6 separate regions of the Mus musculus genome follow, and all the other regions are linked to region 1. Evidence: chromatin contacts called from public ChIA-PET, Hi-C, HiCAR-type and HiChIP or PLAC-seq data. All regions are on one chromosome and are shown on one strand. The core of a region is the stretch at or near the end of the contact, and the rest is flanking DNA. Distances in the headings are between cores, read along the strand shown.

Region 1 (3,807 bases), core at 872-3,371:
TCTACTCAGGCATTAAATTAATTACCAAAAAAACTGGGATGCAAATAATTACAAGCATCCACTTGAGGAAGCACATCACCCTTTCACTGCCTAATGGCAATGTAAAAACTATTTAATGTCCATATTTGTAACTGCCAAAAGAGGAGACCCAGTATTAATTTAACTTACACAAAGCAAAGGTAAAACGATTTTTCAAAAACGGTGATGGATGTGAAACTTGGTCTTGTGGAATACAAATGTTTCAAGGTCAGTATTTGTTTTACCACTTCATCTGTTCTCTCTAAATACTTTAGAAGCCTGTCTAAAAAACACATATGCATATATGTATGAGCGTGGGCTGTATCCATCCAGGCATAATGTTAAAGCCTTTATTTAACTCTACAAATAAAGACTGGAAGAACGGAATTGAATATGGAGCTTCTAGATATAACTGAACCCTGGCACATGACAGGATCAGAGTCAGATACACTCAAATCTACAGCCCAACTGCAGCATTGGTGGCTACGGATGGGCTGTTAAGAGATTATTTATCTCTAACATTGTTCATTATTTTTATCATAAGTATAATGAAAGCAAATACTCCAAATCTGACCGCTATTTTTCAATCCTCTACAGAAAATGGATTTCCTTACTGACTGACTCCTCCCACTCTGCACACACTACAAGGTTAACTTCTGGCACACCACATAGGTTGGTAGTGTCATCAAACTTTGGTCTAAAACATACTTTTTCTCTTCAATGTCAACTCTGACTAGTGCACATAGTAGTAATTTAGAGTCACCTATATCAGAATGAGTCACTGTCCAACCCCGAAGCACAAGCAGGACGGTATGCTATCCTGAAGAGCTGAACTATATTTCAAAGCAACCGAAAAGTACTCCGAAAAGGGTGATTCTTTTTCCTATATTTACACTTGACAGCCTCAACCTCTTGTAGCAAATCAAAAATCAAAAGCTCATGCAATACGACCTACGCCAAAAAAGCACACCTCATTCAATGTCAAAGCCCATTTCTGGTGGAGGCAGAGGCTTCCTTCACAAGAAATGAACCGGTTTTATTTAGAAATACCTAGTTCCTCGAGATTACACCCAGTTTAATCCTACAAACTGTTCCTCGGCTCCCTAACACTATCACTACTGTTGATCACTTTATCTTGACACTGATTCCTATAAAAGTTGAGCAAGGTTTGAAGATACCAAATTAACTGTACTTCACGGCCAGGGAAAGCTGAAAAGCAACGTTACAATTCGGTTTATTTAACCAGCAAGTCCAACACGGGCTGCTGTGCACCGATCTAGCTGAACGTGAAGGGCATCTGGGGCTTGCTGTGCCAGAATTCTAACTTAGGTAGCATTCATACACAAGCCCCACCACTACCACCCCTAAAAACAAAAATAATAATGATAATGCACTGGGTCACGGAGCTGTTTCAGACGCGGTATTCACTAGCAGGTAACCTGGGTGAGATATTAGACAGCTCGGTCGGCTACGTGGTAATAACTTGCAGATTCTGGTTCTGGGGGAACCGAAGCCCATCTCGATGGAACGCCTAGAGACGCCCTTTATACTCCTCTCACACGGAGAAGCATCGCACGAGCCCGAGGCAGCCTGTGTCGAGCAAGATTCCAGAGCCCGGGGCGACACGGTGAGGACCGGCTCCACCCGCCACCGGGTCGCTGCCCCGAGGGCCCCGTGGGCCCCGTGGGCCCGGTCGCCGCTCGGCGAGGCCAGGAAGTTGCAGGCGGCCGCGGACGAGGCCCCGAGGCTCGCAGCTAGGCCGACCCCCTAGACAGCAGGGCCCCGGGCCGGCCGCACCCCCACGTGGGGCTCCCGGACCACAGGGCTCCGGGCCGGGCCCGCGGTCGCTGCGCGGCCCACAGAACAAAGCCACACGGCCATCTTGAGGCGGTAAACAGACCCCCGGCGCAGGCCGCCCGCCGCCCTCCCTCCCGCCCGCCCGCCACGGCGGCCCGCCCCGCGCGCCGCTCACCGTCCTCGAAGTCCATGCTCGACGCCGCGGGGCTGACGGTCTCCGCGCTGCGCTCGCTGTGGCCCGCGGCAAGAGCCCGCGATACGGCAGTGTCCACACGACCGGCCCGCGCGACCGACAGCGGCGCTACTAGCCGGGAAGCCGCAGGCCACAGCGAGGCTGGGGGCGGGGTCGGGCGGGCCTGCCAGTCGTCGCAGCACCGCCTCCGATTGGCCGACGCGGGGTGGTGGGCGGGTCTCGCGAGGGGGGCGGGAAGCGAGGCAGTTGTCAGGCTCCTGGGTCCTGACCCTGGGGATCGCGGGGGACGGAAGGTGAAACGGGAGTGCGGAAGGCTGGAGAGGGATGTTCTGGAAGGACTCCGGTTGGCCGGCCATGTTGGAGCCTGGCAAGAGCAACCGGGTCCAGGAGGGAGTGCCTTTCTCTTGCAGAAACTCATTAAATGACATGGCGACCTTTGGCTACTGTTGGCTGAAGGAGTGAGGAGGAGAGATTTTTTTCACTACTTATGGAGTTCCTTCCTCTGACACACAGAAGTGTGGGGCGTGCACAGGAACCCTGATTGCCAAATAGGACAGGATCATAAGACTATCCCAAGACAGGCTGCTAGCCACTGCTGGGTTGAAGGTAGTAAAGCAACTGTGAAAGTTCACAGATGGGAAAGATTTGGCAGGAAGAAAGTAGTCCACCGTTCAGCTCGAAGGGGAGAGGGAGGGAGGGGGAGGAAGAGATTATTCCACTTTTAAAATTGTGTTGGAGCAGATGCAAAGGTATTCACTCAGGAACACTATGGGAAGACTCTTGTGGACTTGAACCACAGTTTTAAATAATTTTCTCTCTGTCCTCACAGAGCAAATGGCATTAACAACAAATTGGTTACCTAGATAGGAAGCCAGACATCAATTCTTTGCACTCAATTTGCTAGACTCAGTTCGGAGGAAGCCGGAAATAAAACTGGAAGCACAGGGAGGTATACCACAGTAGCCCCAAATCTGGGCACGGCTTTGTGTCCTCCTGCTCATCTCTTCCTCCTCCACCCTCCCTGACTCATCCTGTTCTCCACCCTTTCCCAATTCCTTCTCTTCTCCCCTCCCACACATGTTTTCTGTTCACCTGGGCTGAAAGCTGAACTCACAATTTCCCTTCTCAGACCTGCTTATCCTCGTGTATTCTCTTGGCTGTTCACGGGGCGGTGAGCAAACCGCCCACTAATCCCAGCCAGAAGGCTGACTCGGTCCAGTCCACTCGAGACTAGCTCACCGCTCTTTCAGCCTCCTACTTCCAATCCACACACTTTTGTATCTGCTTACCCCACCTAAGATATCTTAGGTCGGCCCCACCCTTTCCATTTTCGTGGCCACTACCTGAGTTAGGATACTCACTGTCTCCCTGCAAAACTCTTGCTTATACAGGGCTGGAGAGATGCCTCAGTGGTTAAGATCACTGACTGCTCTTCTACAGAGGTCTTGAGTTCAATTCCCAACAACCACAAAGAGATTCACAGCCATCTGTAATGGGGTCCGATGCCAACTGGTCATGTCATTCCCACATTAAGGCTCTGAGTAGATCTGTCCAATGCTGCCTAACATAGAACACAAACAAAAGGTAGAGATACTGCCTGACCCTTGCCCTCTCCCTGTATTCCCCTTCCTCTCACCCTGTTCTGTCTCTGTCTCTGTCTCTGTCTCTGTCTCTCTCTCTCTCTCTCTCTCTTTCGTCTTTATAAAGACTTTTTTTAAAGATTTATTTATTATATGTAAGTACACTGTTGCTGTCTTCAGACACACCAGAAGAGAGCATCAGATCCCATTTACAGATGG
Region 2 (3,807 bases), core at 448-2,947, 820 kb before region 1:
TAGCCCTAGCTATTCTGGAAGTCTCTTTATAGACGAGGCTAGCCTCAAATTAGCAATTCCCCCACCTCCATAGTGCTGGGAATAAAGGTACTCACCACCGTGCCTGACTCTCATGAGAGCTTTTGTTTATAATTTTAAAAGCTTTATGTTTTTAACCTCCCCACTCCCTACTAAGATGAAAGTAGACTCTTTTCTTAGAACTATGGAAACTCATTTATTCAACACTTTATATAATCTGAATACACACACACACACACACAAAGTATCTGGAGATCCCATACATCGATATATTTTATATATCTGAAATGTGCCCTGAAGTATGCAAGGCTTGGTTCCAGGTGATAGGCCTTTGAGTTCTGCAGGTTAACAGACCTGGTGGGTCAGGAGACATGGCTCACTGGCCAAGAGTACCTTATGTGCTTGCTGGGGACTCAGGATCAGGTCCCTTGTGATATTTCCACATGATGGCCTGTCATTTGCAGCTCCAGTTTCAGGTCCTTCCTGAGGCTCATTTGGACTCTGTGGTACCAGGCATGAAGCATGCGGTGCACAGCCATACATTCAAGCAAAACCCAAACTCATGAGATGAGAATAAGTCTCTAAAGTGCATCTCCTCCAAGCAGTTGGCTGAAAATGGACACAGATTTATTTGTTGTGTATCTATCTATTCGTATATATGAAGGAAAGCTTTCATTTTGAAACAGCTCAACAGTCTAATCTCTCTTTGCCACTTTAGGTTGTAATGAACTTGAACAGGTGACAAGAATGCCTGACACACACACAGCATGAACTCTAGTTGTCAGCAGTTACTAGCAAGCGAAATAATTAGAGTGGATAGTGAAATGTTCGTTCTTTGGGATACATTTGCTGCTTCTGAAGGCACCGTTTTTCAGGAAAGATACTCCCATTCTTGACAAATAAATGTAATTATGGTGTATTCCTGTGAATGTTAATAATATCTCGAAGGCTTGGAGGTGCATAGTTCATGATTACTGCTTAACTACTAAAAAACGTTTTAAAGTTTTTCATGAGAAAAAGTTCAGCGAAACCAAAGAATTTAGTAAGGCAGGCCCATCAGAGTATTCTAGAACGTTTAGCTCACCTTCAACAGGTTAGGAACTTGTTGACTCGGTTCAAAAGCAAAGCGAATACCTCTAATTAGTGCGCTGCTTCCCTCAGAAGCCCATGGCTGAATGCTTGTTAAAAGGGAGATTTAGAAGACCCTCTGGGGAATCTATTGATTACCTGAAGAGTTAACCAGCATTTCTGACGTCTCTTTGCATGACTCCAATTTGGACAATCAAGGCATGTTCCTTAGTGCAGAATCTGCCCTTGCAGAGTCCAAGGAACCCAAATCCGGGCCTTCTTTTTGGGTGTCTTGTCTGGGTAACTGAATTTCTATACCTGATGCTTTTGCCACCTGGCCTGTTTAACATCATAAAACCTGTCTGTGCCAGTTCTCCAAGGTAGGCCTGATATATGTTGCTGGTTCTTTCAACAGCTGGAAAAGGGAACAGGTTTTTGGCAAACTAGCGATTGCAGACACCAGAGATGGGCCTATTCCACCTTAAAGGGCCTAGGCATTCCTGGTACTTGGGTCTTGCAGAGTTTGGTCGCCACCATATTTGGAGCGTGCCTACTTTGGGGCGGGAACCTCCTCCGGAGTGGTTAGGTCACCGCTGGGGGAGGTGACCTTGTTTGGTTTTGGCACGGGAGAGCAGCGGTGCAGCGTTGCTGCCGCCCCCCGTGGGTCTGATTGGCACGGGAGCTCCGGCGGCCCGAGAGCACGGGCGCGCCTCGCTGGCTTCCCCCGGCGGCCGGCGGCCAGGCAGAGGCGGGAAAGCCGCGCGCCTGCGCCGTGGGAACCGAGGCCGGAGGCGAGAAGCGGGGAGCGGAGGGGGCCGTTGGAGCCGAGTAGCGTACAGAGCGGCGTGTGACGCGGGGACGCCGCGCGCTCCCAACGTCGCCCCGGTTTGACGCACACGGCACCAAACTGTGAGTTTCGGGGGTCTTATTCGGTCGGATTAGCCCCGGCCCCGGCCGCGTTTCGGACGTCCGGGCTGAGGCGGTGGCGGGACTGAGGGTGGCGGAAGAAGTTGTGGGGGGACCCGGCCCGCGGCGCTCGGGCCCGGGGAGCTACGCCCTAGGCTGGCTCCCAACCCTCGGAAAGGACGCGTTTTGCCGCACAGGCTAAGATGGCGGCTGCTGCCGAGGAGGCGGAGTTGCTGCTGCACAAGGAGCCCGGGCCGCGGGGTCCGGGAGGCGGCGGTCGCGGGGGGCCGCGGAACCTTAGGTGAGCGGCGGCGGCCGCCGCGGGGCGGGACTCGGAGGCGGGCGCGCGGGGCGGGGGGTGCCTTTCCGCTGCGGCGGCGGCGGATCCGGTGGCGGACACAAAGGGGCCGAGCCGGGCTCTGGACTCGGGGGGTTTTGTTTAGTCACATGTAGCGGAGCAGCCAGTGAGCGGTAGGGGGAAGGGGGCCGAGACCCGGAGGTCCGGGGAGCCCTGCGGTCGCCATTGTAACTCCCCGAGTAACGGGGGCGGTCCGAGAGCAGTCAGGCGGCGCCCCGTGCGCGGCTAGGCTACTCTGTCCGGGCCTGTAGCCCCGGCCCTGGAGGTAACTGTCCACACCCCTCCCCTGACTTTGGGACCAGAGCGCATAGCCTTCCCCTTCTTCCCACTGGTCTGCAACATCTTGTGCCGCTAAGTGCCTGAGAAGTAACTCCAAGAGGTAAAAAAAAAAGAAAAAAAAAGAAAAAAAAACACTCGAAGTGTTTGGGTGGCCACGGGGCTTGGTGGGTATCTAGCTAAAGCTTTTTGCCTCTCCAGGTCTGATTCCCTGGCCTTTGTGTCCCTGGGAGCTTAATCTCTGCCAGAGGAAAGCAGGTGTGTGCTCCGTCCACTCCTCCCGAGAACATGAAGATGAGTTGTCCCAGACCCTTCCCCGTGATTGGAAACTTAGGTGGTTTCTTGTTGCGAGACTTCCACAGACGACTCTCGTGTTGGGATCCATCCATGGTTTAGCGACATTAGTGGAAAAGTTCTCTTCAACTGTTAAAATAATACTGACTTAAATGTAGTTGTTATAAAACTTTCGTATTAGCTTTCAAATTTTATGTGATAAAACTCAACGAGGGGATGCCCACGGCTTGTGGCCCTGAAATGATGTTGGTCCTGTTGTGTGCACAAGTTAATTTCCACAGAAGTATCCAAACACCATCACGTGTTGTGGCCAGTCCTGACTGATGCCAAGTTTACTGCATCTGGGAGATGTGTTGGATTTGCCTTAATCGTGTTGTAGTTTAGTTAATTTTGGCCCCACGAAGGAAAGTGTTTCAGAACCTAAACAACTAAAGTTCCCCAGATCAAGAAAACCTGCTTCAGGGCCATGTGTAAGTATCTAGGGAACTAGGTGTCAGCTATACAGCTGTACCTTATTTCCAGTAGGTTTGGTAAGAAAGAAATGGAGATTCTATATTGAAGTTATAATTCAGTGTAGACCTTTAAACTGGTGAAACCTGAGTGCTTGACTGGTACTAATGCAGTTTGTATGTTGCTGTTGAAAATATGGCTGTAAAAAGTTTTAAGTACTTTATATTGTGTTTGCATCATGCATTGTATTTCAAGTAATACTGAAGTGTGAATTCCAAAAGAGCTGGTGCCTTGTATGTGCCATTAATATAATCACATGAAGGAATATTACACCTTTAGATCTTTGAATTTTTTTTTTTTTCTTTTTTTTTTTTCTGAGACAGGGTTTCTCTGTATAGCCCTGGCTGTCCTGGAACTCACTTTGTAGTCCAGGCTGG
Region 3 (3,807 bases), core at 428-2,927, 770 kb after region 1:
ACTCCCTTTCGCTCATCCTCAGGAGGCAACGCCAGAGCTGAAAGCTTCAACAGGTCCACAGAGTATAAATTTATACTCTCCAGATGGAAATGTTCTGTCTTTGACCACCCAGTATTTAAAAAAAATATTCTATGGCATAGTTACCTGACAACAATCATGGTACAAACATTCTACAGTAACTCAATGTTTTCTGCTCTTACATCTTCACTAGTATAAGTCTTAGGACCAGGAGTCAAGGTCAGAGGATTTGTGAGTCTCCTTTTTAAGTCATATTCTGGTGTGGTACTGTGCATTGAGTATTTCATTGTCGCACATTATTTGGTACTTTTGTTTCTTTCTATACAGAAATAGGTATTTGATAATATTCATGATGAATAGAGAGAGAGTTCACTGAAGTAGAATTAAGGTACCAGTTTACCTCCATGCTGCTGACCTGCTCCTTTGTCCCTTTATCACTCTGAGTTCTGCACCTAATGTCTAGGAGAATAAATTAAGGACCCTGAAGCTAGGTGCCTGGATATGGCCCAGTCTCCAAGGGGTACTCCCTTGTTTAATCCTTCCTGTGAAAACACAATGGATCACACTCTGCAGCTCTCCCCACTGCTTTGTGTTTCATCCTTTACAAATGGTGTTCAATCTCCCATCAGGGACAAAGTTCAGATCCCAAACTGGCTGCCTTCCTAAGAGCTCAGAAAATAAAGCTTCATTTTTAAGCTTCCACCTCTGAAGTGAGTTTTCTTAGCTGCTACCCTGAACACAACTCCTACTTACTATTCTTTAATTACTTCTTTAAAAACAGTTTTCAGAACAACTGTTGTGTTTTCTGAAAAAGAAAAAGAAGCCAGGGATATGTGTGGTGGAGGTGGGGTATGGTGAAGTGGAAGGTGGTATGGGGGGTGGGGGCATGCTGAGGCATCCTGTCCTCCTGAGGTACCAGCCACACAATTGTATAGTATAGAATAGAGTTTATTTTGGACATGGACAGGGGATTTGAAAGGGTAGTAGAGACAGAGAAAGAGGAACAGAGAGAGGGAGACAGGAAGCAGGGAGAGGACTTGAGAAAGAAGAGGGTAAGAAAGGAAGAGAGGAAGATCTCAGGGAGAGAGATTGAAAGAGAGAGAGAGAGAGAGAGAGGGAGAGAGAGAGGGCAGAGTGGACAAGCAGCCCTTTTTATAGTGAGTCATGCCCAGCTCGCTGTTGTCAGGAAACTGTGGGACAGAGTCCAGAAAGAAATGGCAACAGTTATGGTTCCTGTTTTAGAAAACACGTTTAAAACATTAAAGCTCTTCACTCAAAAAGCACCTGGAATTTCCCCTGAGAGAAGCACACGTGCAATCCTCCCAGATTGTGTCATTTCCACTGATAGGGGTCTGGGTTTACTGTGCTTTATCTGTGCCTAGAAGGCTGAGGAAACTGGAGATGGGTTCCAAAGAAAGAGAATGTAAACTCTTTCCACAGTGGAGGCCTGCTGTCCCTTGGCTGCAACACAGTTTCTCACTGACTTTTCTGACACTAAGCATCCTCTGACCTCCCCTTCCAGTCTTGGCCAAGTTAACAATGCCTTGGCTTACTTTACTTTCAGTTTTGTTTCTGCTGCATCCTGTGTGTGTGTGTGTGTGTGTGTGTGTGTGTGTGTGTGTGTGTGTGTGTGTGGTCAGCGCACATAAAAGAGGAACAAAGAGAGCAGGAGGGAGGAGAGCAGAAGTGAGCCTGAGGAGGCAGCAGCAGCTGAGAACTGCACTTGGACCTGTGCTGTGGGACCAGGTATATTTACTTTTCCTTTCTTTAAGGAGCAACTTAGTCTGGACCTCAGCTTGATTTCCAAGTCAAAGGGGCAACTGAGGGAGGGGGAAGGGAGGCAGATTATGAGCTCTCTGGTCTGCAGGGGGCTGTGGCTGGCTTTAGGTCTAAGAGGTCAGTTTCTTTCCTCTGACAAAGGACAGATACAAAGTTGTAGCCTGACACAGCTGGCTGCCCTGCTCTGTTGGAGAAGCTGTGGGAAGAGCCCTGGTCCTGCCTCAGCTGGGACCACAGCTACAGCTCCTGCCCTGGTTCACAGGCAGCTGTAGTCAGAGGGAAGTCTTTCTGTGGAGGAACCCTGTGAGGAAAATTCAGCACAAGAGCTTGGCAAACCTCTATCTCGAAATAACTTAGTTCCTACCTCACTGACTTTGAATTAAGTGTAAGAAAATAGTCCAGTTCTCTCTTGATGTTTATGTTGTATGAGATGTAGAGATCACGTAGTGCTATGTGCATTTTGTTTGGGCTGCTAGTCTTATTTCACATGGAACTAAGCTGCAGAGAGCCTGGTTTCTGGAATTAAGTGATGTCACCTGTATCTAACGTCTTAGGATTTTGCACATTCTCTTTTCTTGGCATAATGTCTTCATGCTCATGTGGGACTAAAGACAGGGCAGGGGAGGTAGGTTACTGTGTTGTCTGGTCTGCAGGGTCCATGGATAGCCTTAAGTATATGAAGGTCTATAAAGTAGTGTGCAGTAGAATTTTATTCCTTTTTTTTTTTTTTTTTTTTTGCTGAATAACATTCTATTGTGCATGCTATCAGACTGTGTTAATGTATGCATCTGTTGGTGATCTGTTGGTGGGAGACTGGGCTGTGTCCACATTGTGGGTATTGTAAATACAGATGCTATGATCAATACAGCTCAAAGGTCCATCCAAGTCCTTGTTTTCTAGTTTGTTTATGTTGTAATCAAAGAAGAGCTTTTAGGTCAAACATAACTATATATTATCTCAGAAGTCAGGACTGTTTCCTGTGAGGTAATATTCTGTGTTCTAGGCTGCAGAGTACAGACACCTGAGTTGTTTAAATTCCAGGTGACATGTATTTGTTTTTGCCTTGTGTGGTAGCTGTCCTTGTGTGTATGAAGTGATGCTTTGTGATTTGATTGGCACTTCCTCACTGTTTTTCAAAGCCACGTTATAATGAACACTGGGTCTGAAGAATTATTGAGCAACAAAACCAAGTAGCTCTTAAAATAACTTCATTTATGCTAAACCTGCAAACATCAGCAAACCTAAGCAAACAATTTCAAATAAATATATATGTTAACCCAAAGCAAGCCTCAGCCTCACTGAGCTATAAGAAGCCAAATCACACATCATCAAGTGACTCTAGAATCTTTTTTTCTTCTTAAATTGGGTATTTTTTACATTTCCATTTCCAATGCTATCCCAAAAGTCCCCCACACACTCCCCCACCCACCCACATCCACTTCTTGGCCTTGTCGTTCCCCTGTACTGAGGCATATAAAGTTTGCACGACTAATGGGCCTCTCTTTCCACTGATGGCTGACTAGGCCATTTTCTGATGCATATGCAACTAGAGACAGGAGCTCCAGGGGGGTACTGGTTAGTTCATATTGTTGTTCCACCTATAGAATTGCAGAACCCTTTAGCTTCTTGGCTACTTTCTCTAGCTCCTCCATTGGGGGCCCTGTGGTCCACCCAATAGCTTACTGCGAGCATCCACTTCTGTGTTTGCTAGGCCCCGACATAGTCTCACAAGAGACAGCTATATGAGGGTCCTTTCAGCAAAATCTTGCTAGTGTATGCAATGGTGTCAGCGTTTGGAAGCTGATTATGGGATGGATCCCCAGATATGGCAGTCTCTAGAAGGTCCATCCTTTCGTCACAGCTCCAAACTTTGTCTTTGTAACTCCTTCCATGGGTGTTTTGTTCCCAATTCTAAGAAGGGGCAAAGTGTCTACACTTTGGTCTTTGTTCTTCTTGAGTTTCATGTGTTTAGCAAATTGTATCTTATATCTTGGGTATCCTAAGTTTCTG
Region 4 (3,807 bases), core at 840-3,339, 740 kb after region 1:
GAAGGGAATTTCCAGAATTTATCAGAAACAAACACAGCTCAGTATGAGCATAACTGTTGGCACCCTTGACAAGCCCTCTCCAAAGCAGCTCACTAGAGAGTGCAAGCTGCCTGTGCATCTATGACACCTTGTGGACTCATAAAAATTTCCCTCAACAGAGGAATGGATACAGAAAATGTGGTACATTACACAATGGAGTACTACTCAACAATTAAAAACAATGAATTCATGAAATTCTTGGGCAAATGGATGGATCTAGAGGATATCTGGAGACCTAAGGAGATGCCTTATTCAGTGAACTGTTTGTTATGCAAGCATGGGGAAGTCAATTTGGATCTTCAGTGAAAAGCTGGGCATGGCAGTGTGTGCCTGTCATCCCAAGGCTGGGGTGGGGTCAGAGACAGCAAGGCCCTGAGGCTCACTTGTCAGCTAGAATAGCAAAGCAGTAAGAGGCACTTTTTCAAGACCTCAGCAAATACGTGCATTTGCACACCTGTGCTCACTCACACACACACACACCTCTCTCTCTCTTTTTCTCTTTCTCGATATAATATAGAAGAGAAACACAGGCAAAGGATCATAGAGATTTATCCTGATGTTTTGTAGATTCACTTGAGTGCTGAAGTGAACAAAAGGCTTAAGCAAGTGTTAGAGGCAGCCCTGCTCCTGCTGCTCCCCTCAATCCTGTCTCAGAAGTGCCACTCAACTGACAAGAGCTCCAGACCAGAGACTCCCCTGGCCTTAGTGGCATCCAAGAACCTGCTGACATGAACTTCTTCCCAGTCCTGGTGTGGACTCTTGTGTGAGTTCTACCTGGGCCTGCAAATAGGTGGCCATGCAGAGCTAACAGATGAATAGGGGGAGAGTTCACTGAAGTAGAATTAAGGTACCAGTTTACCTCCATGCTGCTGTCCTGCTCCTTTGTCCCTTTATCACTCTGAGTTCTGCACCAAATGTCTAGGAGAGTAAATTAAGGACCCTGAAGCTAGGTGCCTGGATATGGCCCAGTCTCCAATGGGTACTTCCTTCTTTAATCCTTCCTGTGAAAACACAATAGATCACTCTGCAGCCCCACCCAACACCCTCGCTTTGTGTTTCATCCTTTACAAATAGTATTCAATCTCCCATCAGAGACAAAGTTCAGATCCCAAACTGGCTGCCTTCCTAAGGGCTCAGAAAATAAAGCTTTCATTTTTAAGCTTCCATCTCAGAAGTGAGTTTTCTTAGCTTCTACCCTGAACACAACTCCTACTTACTATTCTTTAATTACTTCTTTGAAAACAGTTTTTAGATGGACTGTTGTGTTTTCTGAAAAAGAAAAAAGAAGCCAGGGATATGTGTGGTGGAGGCGGGGTATGGTGAGGTGGAAGGTGGTGTCTCTGAGGGCTCCTGCTGAGGCATCCTTTCCTCCTGAAGTACCAGCCACACAATTGTATAGTATAGAATAGAGTTTATTTAAGACATGGAGAGTGGAATTTGAGAGGGTAGTAGAGACAAAGAAAGGGGAACAGAGAGAGGGAGGAGGAAGCAGGGAGAGGACTGGAGAAGGAAAGAGGGTAAGAAAGGAAGAGAGGACTATCTGAGCAAGAGAGATAGAGATAGATAGATAGAGAGAGAGAGAGAGAGAGAGAGAGAGAGAGAGAGAGGGAGGGAGGGAGGGAGAGGGGACAGTGATGGTTCCTGTTTTAGAAAACACAGGTTTAAAACATTAAAGCTCTTCACTCAAAAAGCACCTGGAATTTCCCCTGAGAGAAGCACACGTGCAATCCTCCCAGATTGTGTCATTTACACTGATGGGGGCCTGGGTTTACTGTGCTTTATCTGTGCCTAGAAGGCTGGAGGAAACTGGAGATGGGTTCCAAAGAAAGAGAATGTAAATACTTTCCACAGTGGAAGCCTGCTGTCCCTTGGCTGCAACAGAGTATCTCACTGACTTTTCTGACACTAAGCATCCTCTGACCTCCCCTTCCAGTCTTGGCCAAGTTAACAATGCCTTGGTTTACTTTACTTTCAGTTTTGTTTTTGCTGCATCCTGTGTGAGTGTGTGTGTGTGTGTGTGTGTATGTGTGTGTGTGTGTGTGTGGTCAGCGCACATAAAAGAGGAGCAAAGAGAGCAGGAAGTGAGGAGAGCAGAAGTGAGCCTGAGGAGGCAGCAGCAGCTGAGAACTGCACTTGGACCTGTGCTGTGGGACCAGGTATATTTAATATTTACTTTTCCTTTCTTTAAGGAGCAACTTAGTCTGGACCTCAGCTTGATTTCCAAGTCAAAGGGGCAACTGAGGGAGGGGGAAGGGAGGCAGGTTCTGTGCTCTCTGGTCTGCAGGGGGCTGTGGCTGGCTTTAGGTCTAGGAGGTGAGTTTCTTTCCTCTGACAAAGGACAGATACAAAGTTGTAGCCTGACACAGCTGGCTGCCCTGCTCTGTTAGACACACTATGGGAAGAGCTCTGGTCCTTCCTCAGCTGGGACCACAGCAACAGCTCCTGCCCTGGTTCACAGGCAACTGTTGTCAAAGGAACATGTAGGAACCTTGTGCGGAAAATTCAGCACTTGACCTTGGCAAATATTTTTTGGAAATAAACTTAGTTTGTACCTCATCATCTTTTTAAGTTTAGTAAGTAGTCAAGCTCTGTCTTGGTGTTTAGGGTTTGTGTGTGTGTGTGTGTGTGTGTGTGTGTCTGTGTGTCTGTGTGTGTGTGTGTGTGTGTGTGTGATGTAGAGATCACATGGGCTCTCTGCATTTTGTTTGGGCTGCTCTTCTTATCTCATTAAAGGGATTAAGCTGCAGAGAGACAGTGTTGTGGAATCTGTGACTTCTGGGGATTGACACATTCTCTGTCCTTGGCATAATGTCCTCAGGCTCATCTGGGACTGGAGTGCAGAGGAGGGGAGGCAAGTTATGTGTTGTCTGACCTGCAGAGGTCTGTGGCTGGCTTTAAGTCTATGAAGGTCTACAAGGTAGTGTACAGTAGTTAATTTTATTCTCTTCTCTGGCTGAATAATATACAATTTGGTGTGCCATCACATTGTGGTGGGAAACTGGGCTTAATCCACATTGTGGGTATTGTGAACACAGCTACCATGATCATTAAAGATCAAAGGTCCATCCAAGTCCTTTTTGCTAGTTTGTGCTGAAATCAAAGAAGAGCTGTTAGATCAAATGTAACTTTCCATTGTCTTAGAAACCAGGATTGTTTCTCATGAGGAAATATTCTGTGTTCTTAGCTGCAGAGTACAGACACCGGAGTTGTTTAAATTCTGGGTTACATGGATTTGTTTTCCCATTGTGTGGTAGCTGTCCTGATGAGTATGAAGTGATGCCTTGTGGTTTGATTTGGACTTCCTCAATGTTTGTCACAGGGACTGAAGAATTATTGAGGAACAATACCATGTAGCTCTTAAAATAACCTAGTTTGTGCTTAAACTGCAAAGATCAGCAAAACTAAGCAGGTAATTTCAAATAATATATATGTTAGCCCAAAGCAAGCCTTAGCCTCAGTAAGCTCTAAGAAGCCAAATCACACATGATCATGTGACTATAGACTCTTACACCTGGTCCCTCAGCATGGCAAAACAGAAATCATATAATGAAAAGTTTCTTCATTTTGCAACCAATGTTTCCCTAATACATTCTGTAATGGGAACAGAGACACTTCAGCATTCACTCTGGTACTTCACAGTTTGTACATTCTATCTTTTTCAGATAATTTTTTTAATTTAAATTTTTTTGTACAAAGTGATTAGCAATAATGAATATGATCTTGTGTGCTCATGGATGTTTGTAAGCCTTCTCTGCAGAAATAAGCACC
Region 5 (3,807 bases), core at 431-2,930, 580 kb after region 1:
GTGAGAGAGAGTGAGGAAGGGGCGTTCTCCTCATTTATATGGAAAATGATGTAACACAGGTGAGTCAAGTGGATGTTGGGAATATGGTGCCTGTTGTCTTGGCAACCAGTCAGAAGGTAGCAGGTCATGCTGTCGCCTATGTGATGTCACAGGTTTGGGATGTCCTGATGCCAACACCGCCTCTAAGGGGTACTCCCTTGTTTAATCCTTCCTGTGAAATCACAATGGATCACTCTACAGCTCCCCCCTGCTTTGTGTTTCATCCTTTACAAATGGTGTTCAATCTCCCATCAGGGACAAAGTTCAGACCCCAGTCTGCCTCCCTAAGGGCTCAGAAATTAAAGCTTTCATTTTTCAGCTTCCATCTCTGAAGTTTTCTTAGCTTCTATATTGAACACAACTCCTACTTACTATTCTTTAATTGCTTCTTTTAAAATCAGGTTTTAAAATTGACTGTTGTGTTTTATGAAAAGAAAAAGAAGTCAGGTATATGTTTGGTGGCTGTCTGGTGTCTTAGTTAGGGTTTTACTGCTGTGAACAGACACCATGACCAAGGCAAGTCTTATAAAAAAACAACATTTAATTGGGGCTGGGTTACAGGTTCAGAGGTTCAGTCCATTATCATCAAGGTGGGAGCATGGCAGCATCCAGGCAGGCGTGGCACAGGCAGAGATGAGAGTTCTATGTCTTCATCCAAAGGCTGCTAGTGGAAGACTGACTTCCAGGCAACTAGAGTGAGGATCTTAAGCCCACAACCACAGTGACACACCTATTCCAACCAGGTCACACCTATTCCAACAAGGCCACATCTCCAAATGGTGCCACCCTCTGGTCCAAGAATATACAAACGTCATACCTGGTATGTTGAGGTGAAAAGGGGTACCTCTGAGGGCCAGTGTTGAAGCATTACCTTCTTCCTGAGGTACCAGCCACACAATTGTATAGTATAGAATACAGTTTATTTAAGACATGGAGAGGGGAGTTGAGGGGTTAGTAGAGACAAAGAAAGAGGGATAGAGAGGGGAGGAAGGAGGAGGAGGGACAGAGAAGAAAGAGGGTAAAAAAGGAAGAGAGGACAATTGAGCAAGAGAGGGGGGTATGTGAGGGTACAAGCAGCCCCTTTTATAGTGAGTCATGCCCACCTGGCTGTTGCCAGGTAATTGTGGGGCAGCCCAGAAGAAATGGCAACAGGGATGGTTCCTGCTTTAGAAAACACATGTTTAAAACATTAAACATGTTTGATCAGAAAGCACTGGGAATTTCCCCTGAGAGAAGCACACTTGCAATACTCCCGGATTTTGTAATTTCCACTGATGGCTGCCTGGGTTTTACTGTGCTTTATCTGTGCCAAGAAGGCTGGAGGAAACTGGAAATGGGTTCCAAGGAAAGAGAAGGTAAACAGATTCCACAGTGGAGGCCTGCTGTCCCTTGGCTGCAACAGAGTATCACACTGGCTTTTCGGGATAGACAGGAACCTCTGACCTCCCTTTCCAGTCTTGGCCAAGTTAACATGGCCTATTTTATTTTACTTTCAGTTTTGTTTCTGCTGCAGCATGTGATTTCTTTTAACTCCTTCTCTCTCTCTCTCTCTCTCTCTCTCTCTCTCTCTCTCTCTCTCTCTCTCTCTGTGTGTGTGTGTGTGGTCAGCTTACATAAAAGAGGAGCAAAGAGAGCAGGAGGGAGGAGAGCAGAAGGGAGCCTGAGGAGGCAGCAGCAGCTGAGAACTGCACTTGGACCTGTGCTGTGGGACCAGGTATATTTACTTTTCCTTTCTTTAAGGAGCAACTTAGTCTGGACCTCAGCTTGATTTCCAAGTCAAAGGGGCAACTGAGGGAGGGGGAAGGGAGGCAGATTATGAGCTCTCTGGTCTGCAGGGGGCTGTGGCTGGCTTTAGGTCTAGGAGGTCAGTTTCTTTCCTCTGATAAAGGACAGATACAAAGTGGCAGCCTGACACTGCTGGCTGCCCTGCTCTGTTAGACAAACTATGGGAAGAGCCCTGGTCCTGCCTCAGCTGGGACCACAACAGCTCCTGCCCTGGTTCACAGGCAACTGTAGGCAGAGGAAAGTCTCTGTGGAGGAACCGTGTGAGGAAAACTCAGCACAAGAGCTTGGCAAACATCTATCTGGAAATAACTTAGTTCCTACCTCACTGACTTTGAATTAAGTGTAAGAAGATAATCCAGTTCTATATTGATGTTTATGTTGTATGTGAGATGTAGAGATTACGTAGTGCTATGTGCATTTTGTTTGGGCTGCTAGTCTTATTTCATACATGGAACTAAGCTGCAGAGAGCCTGGTTTCTGGAGTTAAGTGACGTCACCTGTATCTAACTTCTGGAGATTCTGCACATTCTCCTTCCTTGGCATAATGTCCTCATGCTCATCTGGGACTGAGGGCAGGGCAGGGGAGGCAGGTTATGTGTTGTCTGACCTGTAGGAGTCTGTGTCTAGCCTAAGTCTATTAAGGTCTACAAAGTTGTGTACAGTAGTTAATTTTATTCCCTTCTTTGGCTGAATAATATTCTATTGTGCACATTGTCAGACTGTGTTAATGTATGCATCTGTTGGTGATCTGTTGGTGGGAGTCTGGGCTGTCTCCACAATGTGGGTATTGTGAACACAGCTGCCATGATCACTACAGCTCAAAGGTCCATCCAAGTCCTTCTTTGCTATTTTGTTTGTGTTGTAATCAAAGAAGAGCTGTTAGATCAGACATAAGTATTGATTTTCTCAAAAGCGAGGACTGTTTCCCATGAGGTAATATTCTGTATTCTTAGCCACAGAGTACAGACACCTGAGTTGTCTAAATTCTGGGTTACATGGATTTGTTTTTGCTTTGTGTGGTAGCTGTCCTTGTGTGTATGGTTTGATTGGCACTTCCTCAATATTTGTCAAAGACATGTTATAAGAAACAATGGGTCTATAGAATTGTTGTGCAACAAAAACAAGTAGTTCTTAAAAATAACAGCATTCATGCTTAAACTGTAAACATCAGCAAAACTAAGTAAACAATTTCAAATAAATATGTATGTTAACCCAAAGCAAGCTTCAGCCTCAGTAAGCTCTAAGAAGCCAAATCACACATGATCATGTGACTCTAGACTCTTACACCATGTCCCTCAGCATGGCAAAACAGAAATAGTGTAACGGAAAGTTTCTTCATTTTGCATCCATGTTTCCCTAATAAAACCTGATTGCCATTCTGTCCTGGGAACAGAGACACTTCACCTTTCACTCTGGTACATCCCAATTTGGACATTACATCTTTTTCAAGTAAGTTTATTTAAAAATTTTATAGTTTTCTCATACAAGGTGATTTGCAATATTGAGTACTATCTTGTGTGCTCATGGACATTTGTAAGCCTTCTCTGAAGAAATTTCAACCCAGTGCTTTTCTCAGTTTAGAACTGAGGTGTCTGTGATGAATTGTAGAGCCACTTTGTTTCAGATAGTAACCCTTTATCACACATGTGATTTACTACAGGTCTTCGTCACCCATTCTTGGGTTGCCTTTTTACACGCTGTATAGAATGCTCTGGTGCACGAATTTCTTAACTTTACAGAGTGGATTTTTTTCTATTTATTTGCTCATGTTGAGATTTTGTTTTCATGTTCAAGAAATAATCCCTACTTGAAACACAAGTTAGGTAAGACTGAAACCAGGTTAGCCCCAGGTTAGCCTGCTGTAGTTAAGGTCTGCATTGCTTCCTGCAGTCAGAACCTGTGTCAGGTGGGGTGCAGGTAGGCAGTAAAAAGTCAAACAAGGACTCATGTAAGTCCCACCCTTTAGTCAGCTGCACATCTCAG
Region 6 (3,807 bases), core at 859-3,358, 520 kb after region 1:
TGGATGCAATCAACAGTGGAGTAGTTTCAATGGAAAAGTTATTTCTATCACAGAAGAGGTAGAAATATTGTTGTTCTACCTATAGGGTTGCAGACCCCTTCAGCTCCTTGGGTGCTTTCTCTAGCTTCTCCATTGGGGGCCCTGTGTTCCCTCTTATAGAGGACTCTGAGCATCCACTTCTGTATTTGCCAGGCACTGGCATAGCCTCATATGAGACAGGTATAACAGGGTCCCTTCAGTAAAATCTTTCTGGCATATGCAATAGTGTCTGGGTTCAGGCACAGGTTTGATCTATTAAAACCCAGGGCCTCTCTAAAAAAATGTGGTAGAAATACTATCACTGTTGTTGGTCCTGGCTAGATGGAAGGGGACACAGAATTCCACTTCTAGCTGAGGAGTCACAGCTACTGGTGGGGGCTGAGGGAGTCATGTTTTTATTTTTTTAGTGTTGCAGCCCCTGGTGGGATGACCACCATACAGTGAATGTTATACACCCAAGAGTGTATGGGCTGCAAACTATACTTAGTGCCTTGTCTGGGGACAACTCTAGTCCTGCATGAGAACTCAGTAGCTGTGCAGAAGGCAGCTGACCACTACAGTGGGTAGAAGGCCCAGTGACTGAGGCTCCCCTCAGACATGTTCCAGAGGCTGCTGATGCTCACACAGCCTGTGAGAAGGAAGTCATTGTTGTCTTTTCAGTTGTGAATAAGTCACATTTTTGATTCTTGACTTATTCCAAGTCTTAATACACCAGAAACTACTTCTCATGAGAGGTAGTCAAACTGACATTTTTACTAGGTTCTTTGAAAATTCCTTTCTGTTTTTTCCCATTTGGTCACATCTCTGTACATTTTCCTTGTAGGAATCAGTAGTAGATAAGGAGGTGATTTGTACAGAAGAATGAAGAGACATCTGTGATCACCAAGGGAGAGCTGGTCAACTTCAGCGGCTCTCAGAGAGAATTCAGCCCCTAAGGTTTCAGTGTCTGAAGGTCGTGAGGGAGAAGACTGAGCATGACTATTGAAGGGTGCTCAAGAGAGGAGTGAAGGTAAAGAGCTGGGAGCATGGGGGAGGAGTGAGGGTGAGGAGCAGGGAGCACAGGAGAGGAGTGAGGGTGAGGAGCAGGGAGCACGGAAGCTATGAGGTGAGCATGAGGAGGTGTCTGATGGTGTTGACACACTACAGCTCCTGAAAAACCTGAGAAAACAAAGCACCTTACCCTCTTTTCAGCCTTGAGAACCAAACTCAGGGACCTGAATGATGACCTATTATACCACCCAAGATCATGTATGTGCATGTGTGTACATGTATGTGCCTGTGTGAGTGTGTATGTCTGTGCACTGTATTGTGTGTGCATGTATGTGTGTGTGTGCATGTGTTTGTGTGTGTGTGTGTGTGCATGTCTGTGCACTGTACTGTGTGTGCATGTATTGTATATGTGCATGTGTGTTTGTGTGTACTTGTGCATGTCTGTGCACTGTAATATATGTGCATATGTGTGCACATGTGTGTGCATGTTCATGCTCATGTGTGCAGCAGGCCTGTATACATTCGGTTGAAGTATAGAAAGACTTTAAGAGTGCCAAGCATATACTTGCTATGAAATTGTGAGTCTGCTAGCAAACACAGAAGCTCACAGTCAGCTATTGGATGGATCACAGGGTCCCCAATGGAAGAACTAGAGAAAGTACCCAAGGAGCTAAAGGGATCTGCAACCCTATAGGTGGAACAACATTATGAACTAATCAGTACCTCGGAGCTCTTGACTCTAGCTGCATATGTATCAAAAGATGGCCTAGTTGGCCATCACTGGAAAGAGAAGCCCATTGGACTTGCAAACTTTATATGCCCCAGTACAGGGGAATGCCAGGGCCAAAAAATGGGAGTGGGTGGGTAGGGGAGTGTGGGGGAGGGTTTGGGGGACTTTTGGGATAGCATTGGAAATGTAAATGAGGAAAATACCTAATAAAAATATTAAAAGAAAAAAAAAGAAATTGTGAGTCTGGGGGTTTGACTTTTGAGGATTCACCCTCTAAACTGAATGCTCTTCCAGCTTAGCAGAGTTGCCGGGCAGCCAGAGAGACAACCCTGACAAAGCTCAGCCCCTGAAAGGCATTTCCTGGAACATGATTCTGATGCAAACTGAAAGCAACTGAGCTGTTGTGTAAATGAGGCATTTCTAGGAACTCAGTTGCATTTTGTGTCAGCAAAATAGGAAAGTGATTTTTTTAAAGGCTCCAACAAGATATCCAACTACAAAATTAAAGTACAAAGGTTATTAAACTACTTACTCTGGTGAGATTTTTCTTCTTTTTAAAAAGTCTCTGTGTCTTTCTCTTTCTCTGTTCTGTCTCTCAGTTTCTTTCTTGCTGACTCTGTCTCTATGTGTGTGTGCATGCTGTGTGCACACACGTTTGTATGAATGCGTGCATGTTCATGTGTGTCTCACTGTGATGGAGGTCCTTGCTCTCCATGCTGTGTGAGGCAGAGCACCTCTTTTGTTTCTCAGTATTCTTCTGCCGCTGTCACGTGCCTTGCCACACTAGCACTGAGGTTGCATATGCACACTGCAGCCTCACATGGCCTCACATGGGGATCTAATCTCAGGTCCTCAGGCTTGAATGGCCAGGGATCTACAAACTAAGCCATGTGTCCACACCCCAGATACTTCTGCAGAGTGCTTGTAGACACTGCATTTTACACTGTCATACCTATGTGTCACATCTAGAAAGGCTTCCTGGCATGGGTGATGGTTTTGGTTGAAAACTTCACTGAAGTCTCAGAACTGTCATTGTGACTCTTCAGTGTCTGCTGTTTCCCTGCCCTCCACAGTTAAAGCCTCCCACAGGGCTTCCAAAGTCAGTGTGGCTGTGTGATTTTCAGCTGTCTGTGTTCGTGCACAGTCTTCCTGTCATCTCTCAGAGAATAGCTACTGAGAAAATATAGTAAAAAGGCAAAAGGAGAAGTTTATTATTTTAAGATCCAATGTAAATTCTTGATGAAAATGTTTGTAACAAAAGATTTATAAAATCTCTCAACATACCTTCAGAGCAGGGCAGGGGCATGAAAAAGAATATGAAAAAAAATGAAAAAAAAAAGAATATGAACACCAGAAGAGACCTGAACAATGAAAGAGTGATGCCTTAGTCCCATTAGAGAATGTTTTCATGGTCAACAAGAGTGGGAAAATAAGGTAAAGGAGAGGGTGCAGCCAAGCATAAGGGGTTGAGAGCCTGTGGGTTCCCTCACTTGTGACAGTCAGAGTCTTTAGAATAAATGGCATTCCAGATCTTCAGTGAGATCCCCACACTTGTCTTTGAGTTTTGGGGTCTCCTATTTGGAAGTGAGGTTCCCACAAAGTAATGAACTCAGTTCTGTGTCAGCTGACGCCATTGTTCCTAAGCCTAGGGCCACACTCCTGAGCACAGCATCTTGTCTGCTGCAGCAGGCTTCAGATCTGGACCCAGCAGCTTCTATGTCAGCCTTTGAGCTCACTCAGGCACCACAGGAAAATGGAGGAGCCTTCGATTTGCCTTTGCTTTTGGTGGGCATGTACTTAGAGACTGCATGTTCAAGTTAGAACCAACTTGGACTCAGTAGATGAGAGAGTCCTTGGGAAACAAGTGTGTTAGTGGATCTCTGAGAGCAACATCCCAGGAGGGGGAGGGCAAGCCCATCACAGGGATGCTAACTCTGCTTGGAATTGGCTGTATACAGGGGGTGAAATTGCCTGTTGTGGGAAAAAGTGCTTTGCTAGTCTCCTTGTGTTCTCACAGAATCCTTGGAAACAAAATAGAATAAAAAAAG

What was found. Hi-C and Micro-C count contacts between places; a contact is called where the count stands out from the background. ChIA-PET counts read pairs in DNA pulled down with a chosen protein or histone mark. HiCAR-type assays count read pairs that join an accessible place to other places. HiChIP or PLAC-seq counts read pairs in DNA pulled down with a chosen protein or histone mark.
Region 2: a HiCAR-type map of astrocytes shows a contact between it and region 1, with 2.2 times the contacts expected there. The contact joins the promoter of Zfp644 here to the promoter of Zfp326 in region 1. A contact is called at or near these places in 8 of 39 promoter capture datasets (the 3T3-L1 cell line, the HPC-7 cell line, hippocampal neurons and 3 more) and 1 of 115 datasets of contacts at active chromatin or transcription factors (astrocytes).
Region 3: a contact with region 1 is called in an H3K4me3 HiChIP or PLAC-seq map of the 230-238 cell line, with 6 times the contacts expected there. The contact joins the promoter of Gbp9 here to the promoter of Zfp326 in region 1. A contact is called at or near these places in 2 of 39 promoter capture datasets (the C10 cell line and pre-B cells), 1 of 484 Hi-C or Micro-C datasets (embryonic stem cells), 2 of 115 datasets of contacts at active chromatin or transcription factors (the 230-238 cell line and large pre-B cells) and 2 of 9 other capture datasets (adipose tissue and liver).
Region 4: a Hi-C map of pro-B cells shows a contact between it and region 1, with 6 times the contacts expected there. The contact joins the promoter of Gbp4 here to the promoter of Zfp326 in region 1. A contact is called at or near these places in 2 of 484 Hi-C or Micro-C datasets (CD4 T cells and pro-B cells), 1 of 115 datasets of contacts at active chromatin or transcription factors (large pre-B cells) and 2 of 9 other capture datasets (adipose tissue and liver).
Region 5: a contact with region 1 is called in an RNA polymerase II ChIA-PET map of memory CD8 T cells, with 10 read pairs. The contact joins the promoter of Gbp6 here to the promoter of Zfp326 in region 1. A contact is called at or near these places in 4 of 39 promoter capture datasets (the 3T3-L1 cell line, 3T3-L1-derived adipocytes and liver), 2 of 115 datasets of contacts at active chromatin or transcription factors (astrocytes and memory CD8 T cells) and 1 of 9 other capture datasets (liver).
Region 6: a contact with region 1 is called in an H3K4me3 HiChIP or PLAC-seq map of the 230-238 cell line, with 9 read pairs. The contact joins the enhancer-like site here to the promoter of Zfp326 in region 1. A contact is called at or near these places in 3 of 39 promoter capture datasets (cranial neural crest, liver and maxillary cranial neural crest), 3 of 115 datasets of contacts at active chromatin or transcription factors (the 230-238 cell line, embryonic stem cells and large pre-B cells) and 1 of 9 other capture datasets (macrophages).

What each region holds. Positions count from the first base shown.
Region 1 is chr5:105,874,882-105,878,688 of GRCm38.p6, reverse strand. It overlaps Zfp326 (zinc finger protein 326), which reads right to left and starts at 2,121. Exons shown (of 12, transcript NM_018759.2): 1 at 1,991-2,121. The coding sequence starts at 2,006.
Region 2 is chr5:106,694,720-106,698,526 of GRCm38.p6, reverse strand. Zfp644 (zinc finger protein 644) reads left to right here and starts at 1,697. Exons shown (of 10, transcript NM_001363318.1): 1 at 1,697-1,995; 2 at 2,828-2,884.
Region 3 is chr5:105,108,162-105,111,968 of GRCm38.p6, reverse strand. Gbp9 (guanylate-binding protein 9) reads left to right here and starts at 1,677. Exons shown (of 11, transcript NM_172777.4): 1 at 1,677-1,764.
Region 4 is chr5:105,137,868-105,141,674 of GRCm38.p6, reverse strand. Gbp4 (guanylate binding protein 4) reads left to right here and starts at 2,089. Exons shown (of 12, transcript NM_001359079.1): 1 at 2,089-2,195; 2 at 2,858-2,956. The coding sequence starts at 2,942.
Region 5 is chr5:105,291,572-105,295,378 of GRCm38.p6, reverse strand. Gbp6 (guanylate binding protein 6) reads left to right here and starts at 1,680. Exons shown (of 11, transcript NM_194336.2): 1 at 1,680-1,753.
Region 6 is chr5:105,352,577-105,356,383 of GRCm38.p6, reverse strand. No RefSeq gene overlaps it. Among named protein-coding and RNA genes, the nearest start is that of Gm26519, 47 kb to the left of the region's middle. Within about 2 kb of position 2,108, at least 31 of the 459 cell types and tissues checked have an H3K27ac peak or open chromatin away from gene starts, as enhancers often do. A contact at or near this core is called in the 230-238 cell line and liver, where this site is marked.